Regions from separate parts of the Gossypium hirsutum genome. Here region 2 is linked to region 1. The links are chromatin contacts, called in public Hi-C maps. All regions are on one chromosome and are shown on one strand. Each heading gives the region's core, a stretch centred on a gene start, on an enhancer-like site or on the middle of the called end of the contact. The rest is flanking DNA. Distances are from core to core; before and after follow the strand shown.

Region 1 (7,473 bases), core at 2,001-4,500:
GATGGTGACGACTGACGACGCAACCCTTCAAAGCTGCTTCGTAGAGCTGAAGCATACAGTGTTTATTAAGGTTCATAGTTCTACATCTCCAAATTCATGTCGGTCTTTTAAATGATCTTACAAAAGAGAGTTAAATCTCGAATGCAATGCAGCATGAGGCAAGCTGTGGATGGATCAATGGATTTCGTTTTCCTAGTAGCTTCTCCAAATTGCCATTGTCTGTTTGGATTTTATACGGGGAAACCAAAGGCTTTTCAGCTTCTTCAAATTCCAGCTGTTTCTTCAGTTTTTGTTACTTTATGTTATGAATAAATGAAGCTGCTTTTTTTAAAAATACAATTGATTGAAAATAAAAATATATTCAGATTTAAATGAAATTAAATTAAAAAATTTATACATGATGAAATGTAAAAAAGAAAATTCATCCATGACATTTTCCCATAATAATATGGAGACTCAAACCTTAAAAACATGGACACCATAAAGGTCTGATTTGTTATGTAAACAAGAAATGGGAATCTTAACCAATGCGCTTAGATATCGAGAGTCCAACTATTATTGATAAATTGTTTTTTTTTAAGCTCAGTAAAATTTAAAAGTTAAAAAGTAATTCCTTTTTCTGAAAATAGGATTAACTCATTATGAAGTTTTAAGTTTGTTTTTTTTTTAACTTAATAATTCGTTGATGAAAATCTTAAATTTAATTTGATTGCTAATTTGACAATAAGCGTTAGCATTGTTGGTCAGTAATAGATGATTCCCATTTCTATATAAGCCCAAAATAGTGAAAAGGCCCCAGTCTCAGATCACTCACTCAGACTCCGCCCACTTTCAAAAATGGTGGCTTTTTCTCGTTTCACCTCCGCTCATTTTGTCCCCAAACCTTACTTCCATTGCATCAAAGCTTCCACTTCCGATCTCGACAATGCATTCGCTTCTCCACCGACATCGACTGTGAAGCTGCCGCCCCCGAAGCCGACACAACCCCTCAAGCTCCACCATAACATCCGTGAATAAGCTCGTCTCCACAACATTCCACCCCCACAACCGACCACCCTTGTTGTACCGCCAAATACGTGCCATTCACCGTCATTTCCGACCCTTCATCATGTGATGAATCTTACTCTCTCGATGAGATTGTCTACCGATCCCGATCAGGTTCTCTGCTCGACGTCCACCACGATATGACCGCCCTCAAACACTTCGACGGTGCCTACTGGCGAAACCTCTTCAACTCTTGCGTTGGAAAAACTAAGTGGCCGTTCCGTTCTGGTGTCTGGTCGAAAAAAAGAGTGGATCCTACCAGAACTCGACGATTAGATTATTTCTGCTTTTGAAGGGAACTCTAACCTCTTATGAGCCGGAAGATGCAACAAAGATTTCCACTTTGTTTTTGGTTTTAATTTTCGTTTATTTATTTATTATTTTTATTTGTTCTTAATTTTTTTTAGTTATTTTTGTTTTCTTAAATGTTCTGATTTCTTCTCGTCAGATTAGATTAGATTCGATTTTTTTTATTTTTTTATTTTTTGTTTCAAACAACATGAAAACAATCCTTCCACTGTATTATTTATCATACCGAGAAAATGATATGCTTTCTAAAGATTCACACTCTAAAGGGCTTTTTTATAAAATTAACTTAAAAAATTTAATTAATTATATAAATGACTTATTTTTAAATTAAATATGTAAATAATTTAAAATCTATAACGAAAATTGGTGCAGCAATATAAAATGATGCTACTTATATAAATATTAAGAAAATACTATAATTTTTGAAAAATAGGCGAATTTTAAAAAAAATTATTTTCTATTGGAGTCAAATAAATTGGTGCCACATGTTTCCAAATGTGATATTTTTAAAGTTTTTTTAAAATTTTAAATATATTAAAAAATGTTAAGTATAATTAATTTTAAAATTTTAATATACTTAAATATATTTTTAATAAGTGAAGACAAAAAAAATTTTCTTAATATATTTAAAATTTTAAAAAACTTAAAAAATTAAATATATTAAAATTTTAAATATATTAAAAAATTTTAAGTATAACTAATTTAAAATTTTAATATATTTAATATATTTAAAAAAACTAAATATATTAAAAAATTATTAAGTATAACCAATTTTAAATTTTAATATATTTTTTAATAGGTAAAGAGAAAAAATATTTTTAATATATTTAAAATTTTTTTAAAAAACTTAAAAAAATTTAAATATATTAAAATTTTAAATATGTTAAAGAAAATGTATTTTGAAGTATAATTAATTTTAAAATTTTAATATATTTTTTAACAGGCAAAGAAAAAAAAGGTTTTTTTAATATATTTAAAATTTTAAAAGGAAAAAGGTGGACAATTTTGAACATTGGTGGCTAAATTTATTTGGCTCCACAAAAAAAGGAAAAAAAAATTTTAAGTCCCTTTATTTTTTTTTAAATTATAATATTTCTCTGGTATTTATATAGATGGCGCCATTTTACACAAAAAAATTAATTTTTTTAATTTGGTTGTTCATGTGACAAGTTGATGGCGCCAAACTCTTTAGTTTTACCAACTTTCATTATAGATTTTAAGTCATTTACATATTTTATTAAAAAAATTAAATTATTTATGTAATTAATTAATTTTTTAGGTTAATTTTATAAAAAAGCGCACTCCAGCAGTAAAAGAATATTTTTCCATCAATCCAAAAGGTACTTAGCAACAAATTTTTCGTTGTAACATTTCCTTCTTGTCAGCTTACAATAGTTGTAGTACATGAAGTTGCTCACCAATGGTTCGGCAATCTTGTAACAATGGAATGGTGGACTCATTTTTGGCTTAACGAAGGTTTTGTAACATGGATAAATTTAAACTTTGAAGTTTATTGTATAAGGAAATTTCCTTATACTACACAAGTGGATATATAGTAATTTAAATATGTCGATCCACTCATGTTATGATCTTCTATATTTTATGTTTTCCTTCTATCATTTAACTTATGTTCTTCACATTTACAAATCCTCTCATCAAGCTGGCCCAGTGTGAATGGGTGTGATATATACCTCTTTGTTTAGCACTGTGTATCTAGCTTCATGTTGCTCCGATTCATGGTGTAATGCATGCGTTGGTCAAGTATAGATTACCAAAATGTTTGTTGCTTCCTTCTGCTTGAGCGTGGAATGCTACTTTGTTGCTTCCTTCTGCTTGAGCGTGGAATGCTACTCTTTTATTTGCCCCTTGGATAGCTAGCGAACTTACAAACAACTAATAAATTTAAACTATCAATTATATTACATCCATCTCCATATAGAAGTGCTGAAAAAGAAAGCCACTAAGAGGCATGGGTTTATTTTCAAATTTATCTCTCTGTGTGCACTTCTGCCAAGGTAAGACTACATATATAATCTCTGCAATATATTCCATCAGAACCTTAAATCCGCAATGAAATGTCCTTTAGACTTTAAAAAAAAATGTAGGAATACTAAAAAATCAGTGGAAACCAGCTTAAGCTGGTTGTATTTGTGTTCAATTCAGAGGCTTTTTTTATAAAATTAATCTAAAATTTTAATTAATTATATAAATGACTATTTTTTTATAAGACACGTAAATGACTTAAAATTTACAGTGAAATTTGGTATAGCTAAAGAGTTTGATGCCACCAACAGATCACGTTAGCAATCATGTAAAAGAAAATACTACAAATTTTAAAAAAATGGGCAGACTTTAAAAAAAAATTATTTTCTAGTGGAGCCAAAAAGATTGGCGCCACCAGTTTCCAAAGCTGCAATGTGATTTTTTTTAAAGTTTTTAAAAATTTTAAATATATTAAAAAAATCTTTTTTATCTTTACCTATTAAAAAATATTTTAAAATTTTAAAATTAGTTATACTTTTAATTTTTTTAATATGTTCAAAATTTTAATATATTTAAATATATTAAGTATATTAAAAATTTAAAATTAGTTATACTCAACATTTTCTTTAACATTTTAAAATTTTAATATATTCAATATATTTTTTAAATATATTGAAATTTTAAATAAATTAAAATTTTAATATATTTAATCTATTTTTAATAGTAAAGAGAAAAAATATTTTTAATATATTTAAAATTTTAAAAAATTTAAAAATTTTAAATATAAAAATGTTAAAGAAAATGTTGAGTATAACTAATTTTAATTTTTTAGTATCCTTTTTAATAGGTAAAGACAAAAAAGATTGTTTAATATATTTAAAATTTCAAAAAAATTTAAAGAAAAAAGAACCTCTTTGGGAAAAGGGGTGCCAGCTTTGAAAATTGACGGGGTCAATTTATTTAGCTCTATAAAAAAATAGAAATTCTTTTTAAAGTTCTTTTATTTTTTTTAAAATTATAATATTTTTTTAATATTTATACAGGTAAGACTATTTTACATAGCTTCATTAAAAAATATTTTTTTATTCTAATTATTGATGTGGCATGCTTTCATTATATATTTTAAGTTATTTACGTGTTTAATTAAAAAATAAATTATTTATGTAATTAATTAAATTTTTTGAATTAATTTTATAAAAAACCCCGCAGTGTGATTTTGGGAGATTTGGTTTGCTCTACAAGGTAGCCAGAGCTAGCCAATTTTTCACTAGTAGGCATGATAATTTTCAACTACTGAAAATAAGTGTGGAAAACTAGTCAGAATTGAGTCTACCATCAATTCGTGACGCATGGCGAGATTCCTATCTACGCTCTATCATCTTATACTTGAATGATTTCTCTACCTTTATCCTATTTTTCTTGTAATTATTGAACATTTGTCTCAACTACTGCACTCAAAATAATTTAGCTATTTTAGTTATTTTAAATTTGTTGCTGATTTTTAGGATTTATTGATTATGAATCTTTTAGTTCCTTATTTTTAGTCATTGATTGTTGAATTTTTACTCTAAGTATTAGTTTTCCAGTTCAATAAAAAATACACTTTCCATAAAAAAATTAGTTTTACTTTATTCTTGTCTTCGTTGTTTTTTCTTTTCCTGGAAGTTTTCTCAAAAACTTCAACAATTTGATATAAGAACCATCTTCTTAAAGGGACATATCATTGAGAGGATTTTTTTTTTCTTTTATGGATTTAGAAACCTTTTTCACTGCACTTACTCCACCTATTTTCAATTGGGAAGGCTATTATGTATGGGTAGTGAGGATGGAGGTTAATTGGAGACAAATGATCTTTGGGAAGCTGTTGAGGAATACTACGAAGTTCCTCCTTGCCTGCAAATCCAAGCATGGTGCAACTAAAGAATCATAAGGAGAAGAAAACAAAAAAGTCCAAGGCTAGAACTATATTATTTACTGCAGACTCACCAGAAATCTTTGTTAGAATTATGGCAAAAAGAAATCAGCATTTGAAGTTTAGAATTTCTTGAAGGAAGAATATGAAGGAGATGTAAGGAAAGGAAATGCACATTCTCAACTTAATAAGAGAATTTGAACTTTAGAATATGAAAGACTCCATGATAGTTAAAAGAGTATTCTGATAGATTACTCAGCATTGCTAACAAAGTAAGATTACTTGGCTTGAATTTATTGATTTTAGATTGGTTCAAAAAAATTTTGTAACAATCCCTGAAGGATTTGAAGCAACTATTTCTTCTTTGGAAAATGCTAAAAATATGTCAAAAATTAGAATTGGCAGAATTACTGAATGCTTTAAAAGCACAAGAACAAAGAAGAGGTCTGAAGGTCTGTCGAGGGTGCACTGCTTGCAAGAGTTCAGTCAAATCAGGGAGACAAAAAATTTGTTTTTACTCTTTGTGTGCATTGTGGAAAGAGAGGTAATGAAAAGTGTCTTATTGATAGTGGTGGCACAAACCATATGACATTTGATCGTGATCTCTTTAGGGAGTTATATATTTCGATAGTTTCTAAAATACAATTTGTTAATGGAGACTATTTTACTGTTAAAGGCAAAGGCATTGTGGCAATTAGATGCCCTCAGGTACAAAGCTAATCAATGATTTGTTATTTGTACTTAATATAAATCAAATTTTGTTTAGTGTTGGTTAGTTGCTTGAAAAGGGCTTCAAAGTTGTCTTTGAAACCAATCATTGTCAAATCAAGGATGCAGAAGGTAAAGATGTATTCAAAAAATGATGAAGGGAAAAAGCTTTACTTTGTATTCTTTAAAACGGGAGCAAAAAACCTATGCTGCAACTAAGATCAATGCAGAAATGTGACACAAAAGGCTTGGACATTTAAATCATGCTATTAGGATCTGGTTTAGGGGCTACCTCATCTTGAAGCTAATATACCATATTGCAAAACTTGCCAATTTGGTAAGCTCGCAAGACTTCCTTTGAAAAAAGCGACTTGGAGAGCTGAAATGAATCCACATAGACCTAATTGGACCTTAAAAACCTCCGTCACTCAAAGGGAGTAAGTATTGCATAGTTTCATTGATGACTATATTAGGATGTGCTGGATTTATTTCCTCAAATTCAAGTCAGAGGTTGCTGGCTTGTTTTAAAAATTCAAGCAATGGTTTGAAACTCAAAGTGACCGTAAGATTCAAGCTTTAAAGTCTGATAATGGTAAGGAGTACACATCTAATCAATTCAATCTGTTTTCTGAAGAAGTTGAGATTAAACACTAACTCCCTGCTCCATATACCCCACAACAGAAATTTGAATTTCTCAGAGAAATACTTGGAATTTGCAGCAATTGAAGGAAGGAGCAGTGTTGAGGATTTGCCTCAAGCAATTTCAGTCAAAATAATTTAGTTATTTTTAGGTATTTTCATTTTGGTGTTGACTTTTAGAGATTTATCGTTTATGAATGTTTTAGTTGTTTTAGTTATTGGTTGTTGAATTTTGTTTGATGTATAAGTGTTAGTTTTTTAGTTCAATAAAAAATACACTTTCCATCAAAATTTATTTCTACTTTGTTCTTGTCTTTATTGTTTTTTTATAGCAAATTTTCTTAAAAACTCCAACAAAAACAATCGCTCAACTTTCATGTTCCATAAAGACTTATATGATGAAAGATTGCTTGACAAAATTGTTTCAATAATTTTGTGGCAGCGGACCTCCACCCATGTAACACTATAGATGGCGCATTTCATTCTGCGATTTGGGGTGAACTCCAGGGTGTTTTGTGGTTGAATGGATTAATTAAAGCGTCTAAGCCATGGATTTAAGACAATGACATCATTGTCTAACTGAAGCATTGGAAACAAATGGTAGTAATAAGTTCTGTTTGTTGTGGTACAATGACATGAATGATAATGCAATTAATGGCAAATGCAAATGGATTGTGGGTAGATTGTGACTCCATAAAAAATTGGGCAGGCCGAAGGTTTAATTGGTTTAATATTAATCAAGTAGCATGCCGTGGTCAGCAGCTACTAGTGACCATTCATAGTCCCGGTTCATGTCTCTTTCTGACTTGGTTTTTCTACCTTTTTAGTCACCCCTTTTGCATAAAAACAAGGAGCTGATAAAGATTCCAAGTAAAAGC
Region 2 (7,473 bases), core at 2,426-4,925, 40 kb before region 1:
ACAATTTAATCCCTTTTTCAATTCTAACTTAAAATTCCTTCAAGTTAATCCCTAATTCATCTCTTTTGTTCAACATAAACTATACTTGAAAACCTATGAACTTACAAAATATCAACTTAATTCCATCAAAACTTTGTTTTAAAGCTTTTAGAACATTAGAATTAAGAGAAAAGGGCTAATTTGACTTACCAATTTAAATTTCAAGCTTCAAAAACCCTATTTTCCCTATTTTCTTCTTTTTCTTCTTTCTCCCCTGTTTCTCCCCTCTTTCATCTCTTCTATTCTGTTTCTTTCCTTTCTTTTGCTTTGTTTTTATTTTTTTTTATTTCATTTACTTTATATTATATTAATTAATTATAAGTATTACAAATGTATGTATTTTATTAGTACTCTTGCATTAATTCATCACCATACACTTGTCTCAATCTAACTAATTTATCAATAAAAATCTCATAATATTATTATTTAATTAACAATTATCTTTTACTTAATTTTCAAGTAAATAAATAAATGTAATACACTTGTATTTTATTTTTACCACACACTTGGCAAAATCATAATTTATTATTACCCAAAATCTTATACTAATTATTTAATTATTAAATATCTTTTAATTTAATAATAACTAATAACTAATAATAAATAATAAATATCTTATACTAATTAATAAGCAAATTAAATCTATAAACTACAAATATATACATACTTTAATTACACATGTATTACTTTATCATGTCTTTATTTTAATTTATTTAATAATAATAGTAATAATATATTTAATATTTTATAATTAATTGTCATAAAAATCTAAGATTTTTATGCACATTTGCCGCCTCATGTAATAAAATAGGCTTAATTACCTATTTGGTCCCTTATGATTTCTTTTAATCTATAATTATGCTTTCACTCTTTATTCAATTTAATCCTTTTTACTAATTACTCATAATTAAACTAAATTCACCTATCTAAAACTTAACTAAACACACAACTAGTCTCGTAAATATTTCTAATAATTATTTTCGGACTCAATTTACTAGGACGGAGGCCCGATATTATACTTTTCCGATGCCCATGAATTTTGGGTCATTACAGTTTTATTGTTGCTTGTTGTTGTTTTGCTGTCATTTTGCTATTATATTGTTACTATTTTGTTGTTGTTGTTTGAATATTGTATAACTCTTATTTAATTGTTAATTTTGTTACTATTTTAAAGACATATGCTTGCTAAGTTGCAATTATATGTTATTTAAGTATAAACACTTTTTAATGCATTTTCAATTTGTTGGGAAACATTTATTTTAATGTTTTTAGTGCATTTGATGTATAATTTTTTTTAAAATTTCTTTTTATATAAAAAATTTAATATAGGCGAGCCGAGTTGGGCTTGAGTTTAGCATTTTTTATCTAGGTTAGATTTGAACAAAATTTTAAACATATATTTTGAGCTGAATCTAAAAAACTAGGATAAATTTTAGCAATGACCCGACCTAATCCATAATGAGGTCTACATATGATGAAACTAAAACTTGTATATATAATTGTACATGATGGGTCACGAACCTAAAGCCTTCGTCTTTACCAACTATATTTTCTAATTTTAAAATTTAAATAAATTAATTGGTACAAGTAAATTAAATTAAAATTTAAGTAATACATATTAGTGTCAGAGATGTCAGAAAGTGCATTTCCGAAACTCCGTTCTTGTAAATCAGACTCTTAAATATTTATTAAAAATATTTACGAAGCTAATTGTATAGTTAATTAGATTCCGGTTAAGTGAATTTACTTGAATTAAAAGTAATTATATATAAGGACTAAATCACGTATAGGTGGAAATTGAATTATAGATTAAAAAATAATTAAAAGGACTAAAGAAGCAATTATATCTTATTCCATTAAGTGCACGACATTAGTGAATTATTTATATAATTTATGTGTAAATTTATTTTATATATTATAATAGTGAGAAAACTTAATAAGTAAGTAAATGTATATATATTATATAATAATTAATTAATGTAAAATAAAACAAATAAAAAAGAAGAAGATAAAGCCATATAAATTAGAAAGAAAAGAAAAAAGAAAGAAGAAAAGAAGGAGACGCACGACATTAGGGCTCCAAATTGTTCAAATTTAATTGCTAACATTGTACTGGAATCCTCGACTAAAAATGAGAAGGATAAAATTGACGTCGAATAGCTCAAAATTCATGATTAGATATTTTATTTTTTATCGTCGATTCAATATCCAACAACGAACTTGAACTCAAATGTGGTGATATTTATCTTTTGTGTCGGCATGTACCTAGACTAGGATGTTTAAATAATAATTATTTTGTGGATGGATTGTAAATGAGGTTATAAATGTAATGTTGGTTTGGTATACACATATAAACATGTGTTTGAAGCCATATTATGGTATGGTAAATTGAACCAAATCTAGATGTGTATGTGAATTTAAGTTAATGTCTTAGGCAGATTTGAGTTAGGTCAAATTGATGAATTTTGACATGTTTATAATTTTAATTTAATTGATATTTTGATGATATAAATGTGGTACCAATGATGGTACATTGGTCAGGCACTTAGGATGATTGTTTTGGCATGTTTTGAATATGTTTGATTGTGTTTTGAACATGTTAAACGATTAGTTTTTGAAATATTTGAAATGTATGTTTAGATTATAATTACTCGGTAATGCTCCGAAATTCTATTCTAGCGACAGATACGGGTTAGGGGTGTTACAAGTGTCAAGACTACTTTAGCAATATTGTTAAGGCTTAAATAAAGGTAAACTATCAAGTTGATCACTCAAATTTTTGAGCACTTTCATTTTGACCATCCAAATTAAAAAAACTTCCAATTTGATCATGTTTGTTACAATAATTTATCATCTTTTCACCCATTTGTTTTTCACTTACAGAGATTGATGTGGCATGATATATAATGTCCACATAATTGCTCCTAGCTGGCTAGTAGTTTCCATGTAATAATGTAAAATTTTTAAATCCATTCCCCCTACTCGGTTTCAAATTCGATTGACTATTCCACCCATCCATTGCTATCAAATGATTGTTACAAATAAACCCTAAACACTAATAGACCGATCAACAACAACAATACTATCGAACTAACTTTTAAACCCCCCATTTGATTACCCTAAAATCATTTTTCAATTCAAACCTTAAGTGGTGGTTTGGTTTTTAGGTTTTTTTTACCTTAAATTTACCTTTTTTTTATTAAAAATTCAAATGCCTCGTTTTATTTAGTTTTGGGTTAAAAATCCCAAGATGTCATTTTTTTTAATCTCAATCATTTATTTATCGTGTCAATCGATTACTTATGTGAAATAAAATGAATAAAAAAATACATAATGTCACATCAAATTCCGTTATTAAGAAAATGAATGGGTTATCAAAATGATAAATTATTGTAACAATAGTGATAAATTAAAAAAATATATTTAGGTGACTAAAATAAAAATATCCAAAAAGTCCACTAACCTAGGTAGTTTTTCCTTTTAAATAATAATAAAATTTAGAGAAAAAAAAGTCATGGATTTTTTTTTCATGTGTTGTATTTTAAAAATATGTATTTCCCTAAAAAGAAAGGCTTTGAAGCCCACAATATGTTGTGCTGTGGATCATAGGCCCATAAGCACTCCATATCAAAGGGGAAAAGAACTGCAAAATGCGAATTGAGATAGGTTCTCTTGGGTGAAAAGTAGAGCTCTGCCTGAAATAGGACCAAATAAATAAATCATCTTTTAATTTGTGAAACCCCAAAGCATCCAATCAAATATTGGAAAAAAAAAGAAGAAAAAAAATCTATTTGAGGATATATCTAATATCTAATCTAAGCAGAGTGATGAGTGCCTAATTTTCAAGTAATAAATACACTAAGAAGAATAGTAGCAGAGAAAGGAAAAAAGAATAAGAAAATATGAGAGGGGAATAATCTTTTCTCTATAGAATTTTGGTGCTTGCCATTGTCAACTTAATTTAGCACAAACTTCAGTGAGCAACCAACCTTGGAAAAGCCTTCTGATTAATCTCTCTCATATTCTCTATTTCTATTTTTCTTCCCTTTTCTCAGGTTATGTTCTTAGCGTCTTCATTCCTTGAATACTGGGCAGGTATCAGAGTTGGTACATTCATGTAGTAGGCTTTGTGATAACTTGTGTCTCAGGCACACATAATTTGTCTAAATACCAATGGTAAAAAAAAAGGAGATAAACTTGAAAATGCACTACCTAATTGCTTTTGCTATGTCTCACAAGTATTGTTCTTGTATCCTGGCTCGGTTTTCTTCCCACCACATCCTCGCATGCATTTCTCCGAACTTTTCTCGGCTGCATCATACATGCAAAGGAAGAAAAATGGTTGTTATTGTTCCGAGATGATGCTTGAATTAACATTAATGGAGTTGTTAGCTAGCTTTATGTCCAAGACAGATGAAAAACAAACTGCATACCTGAAGCGGACACGTCTAAGCTCCCGAGTACCACCTGGAAGTGCTCTAATAGTGATGTAAACCCCTGGTTCATCCTGTTCAACCCATTCGGTTTCCATGTCACTGGCATTACTGATGGAGAGCTCTCCAGACTGATCTGCCTCTCGTGATGAACTAGTTCTAACAGAACCATCTATCGATGACGTCTCAGTCTTGGCTCCATAAATGCTGGAGAGTATTGGTGTTGAAACAAGAGCAGCTGAGTCGTAGCATTGATGGGATTGCATTGGGTGGTGATCCAGGGAGTCTGATGACGAATAGCCCATTCCTGTTGGCCGGATAAAGTTATGAGGGCGTTCTTTGTTCAGGGGTGGAGTCACAGGACTGTCCTTTGCAGATTCAGTTATTGATCCCTGAAAGGGAGAGACAAACACTAATTTTTAAAAACTAAAATACTTACGGACCTGTCATTTTACAAAATGTGAGATGCTGGCAAAAGTCCTTTTAAAGGAGTAAACCCCAAAGTGGGCTTTATAGCATAAAAGAACAATATTGATTGAAACCCTGAAAATATTACCTATAGTCAACTGAAAAATAAAAACCAAGGCAAAAAGGTGACTAATTACATCGTTTTGGACGTTGGGTAAGTAAATACAGCTAATTAGATTTCTTAATTTCGAGCTAATAGTGCAAGTATCCAATAAATCATCCAGAATCATGGTTACAGAGTTTTATAAATCACTTAAAAGTCAACAGAATGAAGCTGAACCCTTGACTAAACAAGAACTAAGATTTAACCAAGAACAACTAAAAAGTTAAAAGGACATGCTATAGAAACTTACTTTATCTTCAGAGCCAGGGGGAGTTGGAAGTGGAACCGCTTGACGATTAAAGCGTTGTACATTGTATAATTCCATGACCTTGTCATAGTTCTCTGCCCACCACCTCTGAGCTTGCCATTTATTAAACATCTCACGACTGATATTTAACAAGAAACGAAAAAGGAGATGAGCAGTCCAAGCAAAGAACAATAAACTACAGAAAGGAATTGATTACTTAACAAAGTTACAAAAACCAAGTGCTTTGATATTTAAACTTGAACCCATTGAAGACATAGTTGTTTATTCAACAGAACTAGAGAAGCCTAGGGCCACATGATTACTCTTGAACCCGTTAATAAGATAATTAAGAACATCGGTTGCCATTCAAAATGCCATGAAGAAAAAGAAGGTGATTGACGAGCAAAGCCATAGATATTTAACTTCCCAATTGACAATATTAAACCTAAAATGCTCTTTGTGCTATATAGTCTAAAGATGGTCTCTATACAATAATTTATCATAAGTATATATCCCATCAATTTATCGATCTAATCAGCACATAAAAGGTGGGTCTACATCACAATCGAAGAGACATTACTTCAATCCTTGAGGGTTACACTAGATTCACCTACACTGAACAGTCTACATCACATGCGAAGAGACATTTATTTACTCCTTTAGGGTTACACTACAGTGAACAGTCTACAGAAAGATCACATAGAACTTGGCCTTAAGTGTCACCTCAACGTCAAATTAACTTAGGCACATAGCACGATTAAGGCCAACTGCCCAAGGAGTACGAGTCACATACTGATCGACTGCTTTAACCATACAGCTCAGCTTGAGCTTATTTTGGTAGGAACAATGGACTGATTGCCCATGCTATTTCCATAATTCGCCAGAAATGCAAAGAAAGCTATAATGCCAACTTGCAATGTGGGTCTAATCCATAAAGAGAGACCCATATATGGGGCCGCTTCAATGATGCTATATAGATTTTCGCTCATGAAACCTCACATGAAAATTTAGTGTGATAATCACACATAAAATGACAAAGGATAATGTCAAAAGGTCCCAGCTCCAATTACCACCACCACCACCACCACCATACTAACCACATGCAATGACAATCCAACAAATTGAAACCTACAATACCAAAACCAATAGCCAAGAATGAATCCAAACTACAAGGGGACAACTCCAAAACGAAACGAGAACAACACTTCAAAACCTGATATTTGGTATACAAAGAAAAGTTCAAACCACAGAGGACAATGCAATTATGGCCTCTATTTCAATACCAAGAATAAAAATCAGGTGATCATATTCAAACAAATGAGAACCTTCACTATCATGTATACCAAAAACATAAATAAAATACCTGAATCGAATCCGTTTCAGATCATTCCCTCCTTCAGGCAATGAGACAAAAGTGATTAAGACACCAGGCTCCACTTGTGCAACCCATTCCTTAGGCTCATCTTCCTCCATAAACAGTGCCGATCCTGTACGGCCACTAACGGAAACCGGGGTACCTGCACCACTGGAAAGTCCTTTTAGTCTTGATTCCTTCTCTTTGCCCCAACTTCCGGGGGTCGAATTCGAGCTTCCTCTTCTACGGTAAGGGCAATGGAAGCGTGCTGAGTCGGAGGCAGCATCGGAGTCTGCATAGTTCTTACGGTCATGGTTTGATGAACCTGAACAAGGCTTACAGCTTTTATAAGCTCCTGATGCTTTCAATGCAATGTCCTTGATCTGGAAATTATATGAAAAGAAAAGTTAGCTGTTGCTTAAAGCCTTGCTCTATTGGGAAAAAAGAAGGAAAAAAGAACAAACTAGAAAACAGAACAAACTCAGGGTTTCGAAAACAAACTGATAAATATTTAAGAACATGGCGGATTCCGGGCTACTATGTTTGTTTCCTAAGAAAATGGAAAGCAACGCAGCAGAAAAAAACAATTCCCAGCTTATTTTTCCATCAGAAAAAATAAAGAAACTTGAACCCCTCAAAGCCATAGGATTCAAAGCATGACTTCAAATATTGCCACTCGTGTTTTCCCGCATTTTCTTAGAAAACGAATATAAGAGGATGTGCAAATTTCTACATGTTTATAAACATATAGCAAGTAATCACAATACCTGAGAAGTGAGGGCCTTGATGGTTTGCCTAGTCCTAGGAGTTTCCAAAGTATCTTCATCCT

The links. A called contact is a pair of places that touch in the nucleus more often than the background predicts.
Region 2: a Hi-C map of leaf shows a contact between it and region 1, with 1.9 times the contacts expected there. The contact joins two enhancer-like sites. A contact is called at or near these places in 4 of 34 Hi-C or Micro-C datasets (all in leaf).

The regions. Positions count from the first base shown.
Region 1 is chrA05:13,437,043-13,444,515 of Gossypium_hirsutum_v2.1, reverse strand. No RefSeq gene overlaps it. Among protein-coding and RNA genes, the nearest start is that of LOC121229369, 12 kb to the left of the region's middle. Within about 2 kb of position 3,250, at least 2 of the 9 cell types and tissues checked have an H3K27ac peak or open chromatin away from gene starts, as enhancers often do. A contact at or near this core is called in leaf, where this site is marked.
Region 2 is chrA05:13,477,378-13,484,850 of Gossypium_hirsutum_v2.1, reverse strand. LOC107958387 (protein Brevis radix-like 2) reads right to left here. Exons shown (of 5, transcript XM_016894151.2): 1 at 7,412-7,473; 2 at 6,654-7,027; 3 at 5,294-5,429; 4 at 4,473-4,864; 5 at 3,741-4,350. The coding sequence ends at 4,272. Among protein-coding and RNA genes, the nearest start is that of LOC107958387, 5.7 kb to the right of the region's middle. Within about 2 kb of position 3,675, at least 3 of the 9 cell types and tissues checked have an H3K27ac peak or open chromatin away from gene starts, as enhancers often do. A contact at or near this core is called in leaf, where this site is marked.